Linked DNA regions of Zea mays: region 2 is linked to region 1. Evidence: chromatin contacts called from public Hi-C data. All regions are on one chromosome and are shown on one strand. Each heading gives the region's core, a stretch centred on a gene start, on an enhancer-like site or on the middle of the called end of the contact. The rest is flanking DNA. Distances are from core to core; before and after follow the strand shown. Region 1 holds the start of LOC103630640 (receptor-like protein kinase HSL1). Region 2 holds the start of LOC100273797 (putative transcriptional regulatory protein).

Region 1 (4,010 bases), core at 398-2,897:
TCGATCTGGATATCTCTCAGCACCGGCGTCTCCTTTCCGAGCCCCGGCGGGAGCTCTCCGCTGAGGCTGTTGCTCCACAGCCACAAGTATACCAAGGACGGTAGCTGGGCTATGCTTGCCGGTATCTCGCCGACGAGATTGTTGTCGTGCAAAATGAGGAGCCTTAGCTTCGTCAAGCTTCCGAAGCTTCCTGGGATGGTCCCAGTCAGCATGTTCTCGGACAGGTCAACCTCTACCAAACCTGCCGCTCCTATCGTCCCGTTGTTGATGACGATGTCGCCGGAGAGGTTGTTGGTGTACAGGTACAGATTCGTCAGCTTCTGGAGGTTCCATATCCCGGACGGTATGTTTCCGGTGAGTCCATTCATGGACAGGTCGAGCCACTCCATCTCCGCCAGCTCCGCGACATAGCTCGGGATCTCGCCGGTGAGGTTGCACTTGGCCAGCCAGACGGTCGTTAGCTTGGTCAAGTTCTTGAACGACTCCGGCAGCGTGCCGGCACTGAAGGGAGTCCTCTCGAGCTTGAGCGTCCGAAGGTTAACCAGCTGGCCGAGCTCCGGCGGGATGGTGCCGGTGAGCTGGCTTCCGCCGAGAGCGAGGTACGTGAGGTTGGTGAGCCTGGACACCGCCGCCGGTATCGCGCCGGTGAAGTTGTTGTGGTCCAGGGCGAGGTAGGTCAGGTTGGCGCCGAGCCGGTCGATGTCGGCCGGGAGGTCCCCGGCGAGCTGGTTGTGGGAGAGGTCGAGGCGCGCGATGGCGGCGCAGTTGTAGAGGGACGCAGGGAAGCCGCCGCCGACGCTGGTGTTGGACAGGTCGAGCACCGTGAGGGCCGTGAGCCCGCCGATGGCGTCGGGGATGGTGCGGCCGGCCAGCGTGACGTTGGTGAGGTTGAGCGAGCTGACCCGCCCGGCCCCGTCGCAGAGCACGTAGGCCCAGCTGCACTGCGCGAGCGGCGCCGCCGCGGTCGCGTTGCTCCACGACGCGAGCGGCGCCGGGTCGCCCCACGCGCTCTTGATCTGCAGCAGCAGCCGCGCCTCGGCGTCCTGCGCCGCGGCCTGGCGCGGGAGGCACGCCAGCAGCAGGGCGAGCCAGACGCAGGCGCACAGCAGGGGCTGGACGCGTAGAACGGTTGTTGGCGACGTGCGTGGCTTTTCGGGGTGGCTCCGGCTCCGCGTGATTTTTTCCGCCGACGGCCGGCGCGGGGGCGCGCGCGTGCCGTTTACTCGGCGGGCGCGGTGGTGGCCTGCCATCGCGGACCGCGTGGTGTGAACTGTGAACCCTGGAGCGTGCGCGGGGACACACTTATATGTACTGGTCAGTGGGAACGTGACTTGGGACGGTGACGCCCAGCCTTTTGCATTGTCCCGTTAATTATTGGCTCGTTTTCTGCTGGGTGATGGTTGCTTGGAAGCTTCAGAGACTCAAGAGTCGCTGGTGTCATTGGCTAGTGGCGGTTGCACGTTGTTTTAGACAGGTCAAAATTTTGGCTCAGTTTGAAAGGAATATGTTTGTTATGCTATCTGTAGAGCTAATTCTTGTAGCCTATCTATAGAGCATTGATCAGAAGCATGCTGTTTATGTGCTCAAATATTTGTATCGTGGTTATGCTGGCGTAAACTATTTACGTATTCGAGGAAAAAAAAATAGAAGAGAGTATATGTTTGAGTTGGAGTTGTTTGATGTGACTGCTAAACTGCGGGCGAAACGTGCAGCTACGTACGTGGCTTAATTAGTGGCAAGGACCGAGTATTTTATCGTTACATAATCTCCGTTGATTTTGTGGCCATCTCGAAGACAGTAAGCGCAGTACATGATCTGTTTTTCTTTCTTTCTCTTTTCTAGTCTGGACGAAACACGACCAAACTATTTATTATTCCTATGCAGCGATCAGCGGACAGAGCGAGGGAGGAGGGAGGCAGCTACTAGCCGCGGCACAAACAGCCGCCTGGTAATAACTAATAAGTAAGTAGGCAGGCCAGCCATGTCAGCGACACCACCTACCTGATCGGTCCCACCGGCCGAACGGAAAAGGAATGCTTCACGCTTTGACTGTGAGCGGTCCCACCGGTCAGTACTCAAGTCGTGAGCAGAAGGATACTCCACGCACACGTGTGCGCGGCCTGGATCTGGATGGGCACGCCGGGAAGCGAACATGCGCTACGGCTCGCACTTACTACTTGAAGATTGAGGAAAGACGGAACACAAAACGTCTTCTGGAGTAGCGGAAGCGTAGGACAGCGAGACATGGAAAACGCGGCGACGAAACAGTATTCCACGCCAAGTCGCGGCTGCTTCTAGAAAGTTTAGCAAATAAATAAAACCATTGGATTAATTAATCTAGCCCATTGACTGATCTCACGCTGTGACGGACTGGGACTGCCAACTAAACAGCTGCCTGCCTCCACATATCGCAGAGGTGGGGTGAGCTGGTGCGGAGAAAAGTAAAAGTCTCTGTGGCCAGCTCGCCTTTGCTGACCATGGCAAAGAGAGACTGGAGAGCGCCGTGCGTGGGCCGCCTTGTCTTCTCAAAGCTGCACCTGCACTACTACTAGCTGCCCGAGCCCCGAGGCCCGAGGGAACAGTAAGTCGCACCAGCGCCCACTGCTTAGCAGTTTAGCACGCCACCAACCAATCGTCTCGGTGGGTGTCTGTCATGTTATCCACCGATCAACTGAACTTGAGATTAGAATTGCCTGTTGTCTCCGATCATACACTATCATTCAAACGTTTGAGTGGGGGGCAAAAACAAAAAAAAAGGTTCGGTCGTTCAAACATGTCACTGTCTTCGGTGCAGCACTTGTGAACGACGGTGCGTTTTTTCAGTGCCATGCCAATTCAAACGTTCCTCGTTCTTTTGCTTTTTATATCTACTACTAGGTGGGTGCTCGTGCGTTGCAACGGAAACATATCGTCAGTATAGGGAACGTGTCTCTTACCAATATGTTATCAAAGGTCTCGACGATCATGAGCTCTGCCGCTGCCCCCAGGCAGCAGCCGCCGCCAGCATCAGGCGGCCCCAGCAACGTCCAGCGCGCTGGTCGCAGCCTCTGCTTCGTCGGGAGCCATGATGCTTCGCCGATACTCTCCAAATACCCAGCCTCCTTGCCGGGCAGCGACACTGGGGGCATGGCAGCCCCGCAGCCAATGGTACGCTGTACGGCGTGGTAGACGGGCTGCTCTCCCAAGAGCGCAGCAGCCTGCTGCCCCACGTAAATGGACAAACAAAAAAAATTTTGCTACAAACTTATAATCAGCTAGACAACAAAAAAACAATGTAAATGATATATAAAGTTGTTATTATGAGTAAGTTAGAAAGCGCTACAACAATACGACAACCCCATGAGGCTATGATGCACAATGACAGAGATTCAATATGCATAAAACTCCCAAGTGAATAACACCTGTGATGAATATGCTACTGACGCTAGAACTGTCAATACTCCCTCGTGTACCATTTGCTTGCCATTCTAGAATATGAACATGAGCTGTTAGCATTGTTTACTAATCATGATAACAAATATATTTGAAGTAACCTGAAACCTAATTCAACACAAGTAATTGCGTACCTGAAGAAGAACAAGTAATTTATTCACGATTTCATCCAGTTACATGTGTAGACTACCAAATAGGTACATGTGTAGATTATAATCTAGAATGTATAATTTAAATTATAATCCAGATTATATAATCTATAAGCTGAAACAAAGAGGCTCTAAGTACCAAACCAGTTTTCAGGTTGCTTCACACAAGGATTCTACAAGATTAATTATGCAGAGCAGGGAGTTAAAGCGAGCGTCTTTCGAGTCGACAAACCTCTACATTTCATCTAACAACAGACGATGAGCTCCTATGCAAAATGCGCCGAGAACAACGTAGAAGAAAAAAGGGAAGAGAAAACAAGCAAAACCAAATCACAGGTACCCTTCGCTGAATCACATCACTTGTTGTATACACTACGGACCAGAGCAGAGGCCTGAGTGCCTGACCTTGGCTTTCGGCTCTACTGGACT
Region 2 (4,347 bases), core at 432-2,931, 420 kb before region 1:
GAACGCTGCGTCCTTCTCCACGTACTTGCGGTACTCCTCCAGCGTGGTGGCGCCGATGCACCTGAGCTGTCCCCTCGCCAGCATTGGCTTGAACAGGTTGGCCGCGTCCATGGAACCCTCCGTCCTGCCCGCGCCCAGGACGAGGTGTATCTCGTCGATGAAGAGAATGACCTTCCCCTCGGCCTCTTCCACCTCCTTGAGCACGGCCTTGAGCCGCTCCTCGAACTCGCCGCGGTACTTGGCGCCCGCGACAAGCGCGCCCATGTCGAGCGCGATGAGGCGGACGTCGAGGAGGTTACTGGGCACGTCGCCGCGAACGATGCGCTGCGCGAGGCCCTCCACGACGGCCGTCTTGCCAACGCCGGGCTCGCCGATGAGGACGGGGTTGTTCTTAGTGCGGCGCGAGAGGATGCGCACCACGCGGCGGATCTCCTCGTCGCGGCCGATGACGGGATCAAGCTTCCCGGCCTGCTCGACGAGGTCCCGGCCGTATGTCTTGAGCGCCTGGAAGTTAGTGTCCCCCGACGCGGACTCCACGCGGCGCCCCTCCCCGCCGCGGAGCTTCTCAAGCTCGGCGCGCACCCGCGCCGCGGACACGCCGGCCTCCTTGAGGCAGTCGGAGATCTGCGAGTCCTCGAGCAGGCCGAGCAGCAGCTGGTCGACGGCGAGGTGAGAGTCCCCGCGTTTTTTCTGCGCGGACTGCGCCCGGCGGATGACCTTGATCAGTGCCGTGGACGCCGGGACGGAGTCCGGCGGCGGGGACTGCGACGGCAGCTTCTTGAGCGAGTTGTTCAGCACGCGCTCGAACGAGTCCCCGGCCGCTCCGTCGCCCCCCGACGCCCCCGTGATGGCCTGCCGCAGGATGCCGCCCTTGTCCGCAGCCAGCACTGCGGCCAGGTGCAGCGGCGTGAGCTGCGCGTGGCCGGCCTCCACCGCAATCTCGTGCGCCCCCACGATCGCCTCGTTCGTCTTGTGGGTGAAGTTGTCCGGATTCATGGCTGCTTCTCTTTGCTACTCCTCAATCCTCACAATCTACTACAACAAGTGGGCACGGAATCTCTCTCTTTGTTTCTGATGATGAGATGATCCCACCAGGTGCTTGTGGAATGGGTTTGCTTCGGCTAGTTTTTCTGGTTGAACTGTGTGCTTCGGAAGCGGAGGGGATGCGCATAAGAAGGCGGAGTGGAGTGTTCGCCGGGAGTCTAGAAGGCCGTGGAAACGAGAGGAAACAAGCGACGGGACAGGTGACGAAGCGGCGAGAGGGCGCCAGAGGGTTCTATGACATGTGGGCCGTAATAATCATGGACCGTTGGATTGTTGACGAAGTGCTCCCGATGTGTGAAACATGGCGCGGCTGTTCGGTGTCGGCCATGGTGGCGTTCCAGTAGTCTCTGGAATGTGGGGTAGGGATCTCTGTAAGCCGTCTGTGCCATGGGCCCACGAGCCATCCACGAAACCAGATTTGTGGCATCTAGATTCTAGCACGTGACAGCTCTGAACTGGAGTAGTCATGCAACGATGAGGTGTCAATGCTCCAGACTGGTAGCGCACGGTGAATCGAACGGTTCAGACTGCGCTCAGTACGAGCGTCAAATCTGAGCCGTTTCCCTCGCATCGTTATCACATCACATCCTGCCCGGCAGCCCGGGTGCACACCCAGGCTCCTCACCTCACCACCGCGGCCGCCTGCCCAAAGCAGCCCACCACTCGGGCGCAGCAATTCGTCGAGCATCCGCCGCGCTCGACGGCCACCGGCCCACCAGGGCACCATGGCGTCCGCCACGCGTGCTCTGGGGGCGCTCCTCCACAGGGCCTCGTCTCTGTCTTCCTCCGCTCCCGCTCTCCGGGGAGCCTCGCTCCTCCGCGGTAACCCGCTCGTGCTCGCGTGCTCTCCTCCGCACCGATCTAGTCCTATTGGACTGTTGCAATGTTTCGTGTTTTGACGGTTTTCTGGTGCCGTAAGGGGACGGGCCTATTGGAAGCGCCGGACTGTTCCGGAGGCATGCGGCGAGGCGGCGGATTTCGTCGTTCCAGCCGCTCTGCATGGGAAGACGCTCCTGCAAAATCGCTGGAAGGAAGGTGATGTTCTCTTGCCATGATGCACAATGTCACATTAACGAAGTTCGGGACGGCTGGCTGTGCATATTCTGGTTGGCAAAGCCGTGGAAATATCCCGTGCAATCAATCATGTTGTGCATGCGTGCAATCAAGCAATCAAATTCCCAATGAAAATCCAATAGTAACTGCTAGTTTACATTTAACTCCTTCCGCGTGAAACCAGCAACATTGTACTTATTTTTATATTTAATCCCATTTCATATGAAACCGTTAGATCTAGATTGGATTCCTGGATGATTTGATTGCATGCTTGCACCAAATGTGTGATTACAGTGGATATATCCCCGGCAAAGCCTCCATTTGGAATAATAGAAATGGATGCAACAACAAATATCATTGTGTTTCGAATTTTCGGTTCTCTTGAGGATCTGAGCTAGCTTTTGCTGCTAAGTAGTTGTTCGCTTCGGATTAAAGCCGACTGTTTAGACTGCTGCAGCTGTAATCTATAGAGACAAAAACATTGTAGAAACAGTAGAAGCCGGTACGGATTAAAACCAAGCGAATAAGCTCGGTCCATTAGCGTAATTGAGAATGGAAAAACTGAAAACAGAAAGTAGCTTTAGTTTCTTGTTTATAAAATGTAGTTAGCTTTAACGTCTCAATATGTATCCTCAGAGCAACTCCAACAGCCTTACTAAATTGAACAAAATCAGTAAAAAAAAGAAAAGCCTGGTTAAAAACGCATCCAACAGGCTAGCTTTCTACCTCTCTTCTCCATCCGGCTCGTCATCTACTCCCCTCGCTAGGCATCTTTGCCGAGGGCGTACGGCTCGCCATTTCCTTTTATCGCGCCCAACTGCCCTCCCGCCGTCACGGCAAATTCCAGCTCCCGCGACCGCGACATTGCACCCTCGCCACCGCGACCAGCCCGTGCCTCCACATTCATCCGTCGCCATGTACAAACCTGTACGGCCCCATTCGTTGAACAAGTGAAGAAACTGGATTGTGGAATGCTCCTCTTTCTCAGTGTTCGCCAGGAAGGATAGATCCGGAGGCGCATCGTACGGGTGGAGATTTGGACCAATCCACTGTAGGATTGATGCACCGGCGTTTGCTTCCTCCTACAAGCTTCGAAGGCCTAATGTCAGCAAATCTGTCCCATGCCAATCGAATAAACAGGGATGAATCCTACACAGGTGAGATGCTGGTGGCAATTGCTCATATTTTTTTGGTACTTTTTCAAGACTAGACAGTTTTTTGAACCAAAGCAGATTTTGGAACCGGAAGGCATATGTGGACCAGAACACTTATGTGCAGATTGAAGTGGATTTTTGCCAGACAAATCTCTCTGCTTGCATGATTGAAGTGCATATGTGGCCCAATACACTTATATGCTCTTATTCCTCACTGCCATCTCATTTCTAAAGTTGGAAAGATTGAACTGAACCTTGCTCTGAACTTTTTTCCTTCTTTGTTTTCTTATTGTTGCAGGGAGGCAATCCTTTGGATTTCAAAATGTAGTTGATCTAATTCATGCATATGCTGCCAAAGCTGTTACTGAACAACTAGACCAAAATGAGAACCTTGTATCAGTCAATGCAGATGTCTGCAATTTCTGGGAAAAGGATGTTATGCCGATGCTTTTCTGTAGGAGTTGCAGATTTTTTTTTAAAAAAAAAACTTCAGCCGAAACAGGATGTTATATCGAAACATTGAATTAGCAGTGGATCGTGTTCAGAAAGTTGGGTTCATTGTAGGGATCAGCTTCCAGGGGTTGGTTCGTTGCAGGATCAATTGCCAACCTACCACTGAGTCTAAATTTAGAGTCTGTTGGTTACCCACCCTTCAGGAAGTTCTATATTTTATAAAGCCATCTCCAAAACTCTAAAATTAGCTAGGAATTATAGCTATGCTGTTGGAGTTGCTCTCAGTTCCTTACACCAGTTGTTTCTTTAATTCAGGATGCCCAGAACTTGAAGAAGATGAAGCGCAACAGCAAAATTGGAAAAGAAATTGTTGCGGCGTAGGTGTTGCTGGACACTGTGAACTTGCACTATCATTTTAACAGCTTGGTATTTCATTGATTTCATAATTTGGATTATTTTGAGCATATGGTTAATCCAACATGCTGTCATCTGCTAGTATATGTTGACATAAGATGTTTTACCTTTTTGGCCGTTTAAACTTAAATCATTGGACATCTGTTCCCGTGCTACAGTGTCTATATATTCTCAGTCTGTAGCGTTTCATGTTATTATGTTGTGAAGGTATTGCGGTTGTATTTAGTAA

Evidence for each region. A called contact is a pair of places that touch in the nucleus more often than the background predicts.
Region 2: a contact with region 1 is called in a Hi-C map of endosperm, with 1.8 times the contacts expected there. The contact joins the promoter of LOC100273797 here to the promoter of LOC103630640 in region 1. A contact is called at or near these places in 2 of 25 Hi-C or Micro-C datasets (endosperm and leaf).

Annotation. Positions count from the first base shown.
Region 1 is chr6:171,695,411-171,699,420 of Zm-B73-REFERENCE-NAM-5.0, reverse strand. LOC103630640 (receptor-like protein kinase HSL1) reads right to left here and starts at 1,647. Exons shown (of 2, transcript XM_008651688.3): 1 at 1-1,647. The coding sequence starts at 1,250. It also overlaps the pseudogene LOC103631609.
Region 2 is chr6:172,117,795-172,122,141 of Zm-B73-REFERENCE-NAM-5.0, reverse strand. It overlaps LOC100273797 (putative transcriptional regulatory protein), which reads left to right and starts at 1,681. Exons shown (of 7, transcript NM_001359621.1): 1 at 1,681-1,866; 2 at 1,964-2,079; 3 at 4,020-4,081. The coding sequence starts at 1,770. It overlaps LOC541780 (heat-shock protein 101), which reads right to left and starts at 1,141. Exons shown (of 6, transcript NM_001111465.2): 1 at 1-1,141. The coding sequence starts at 996.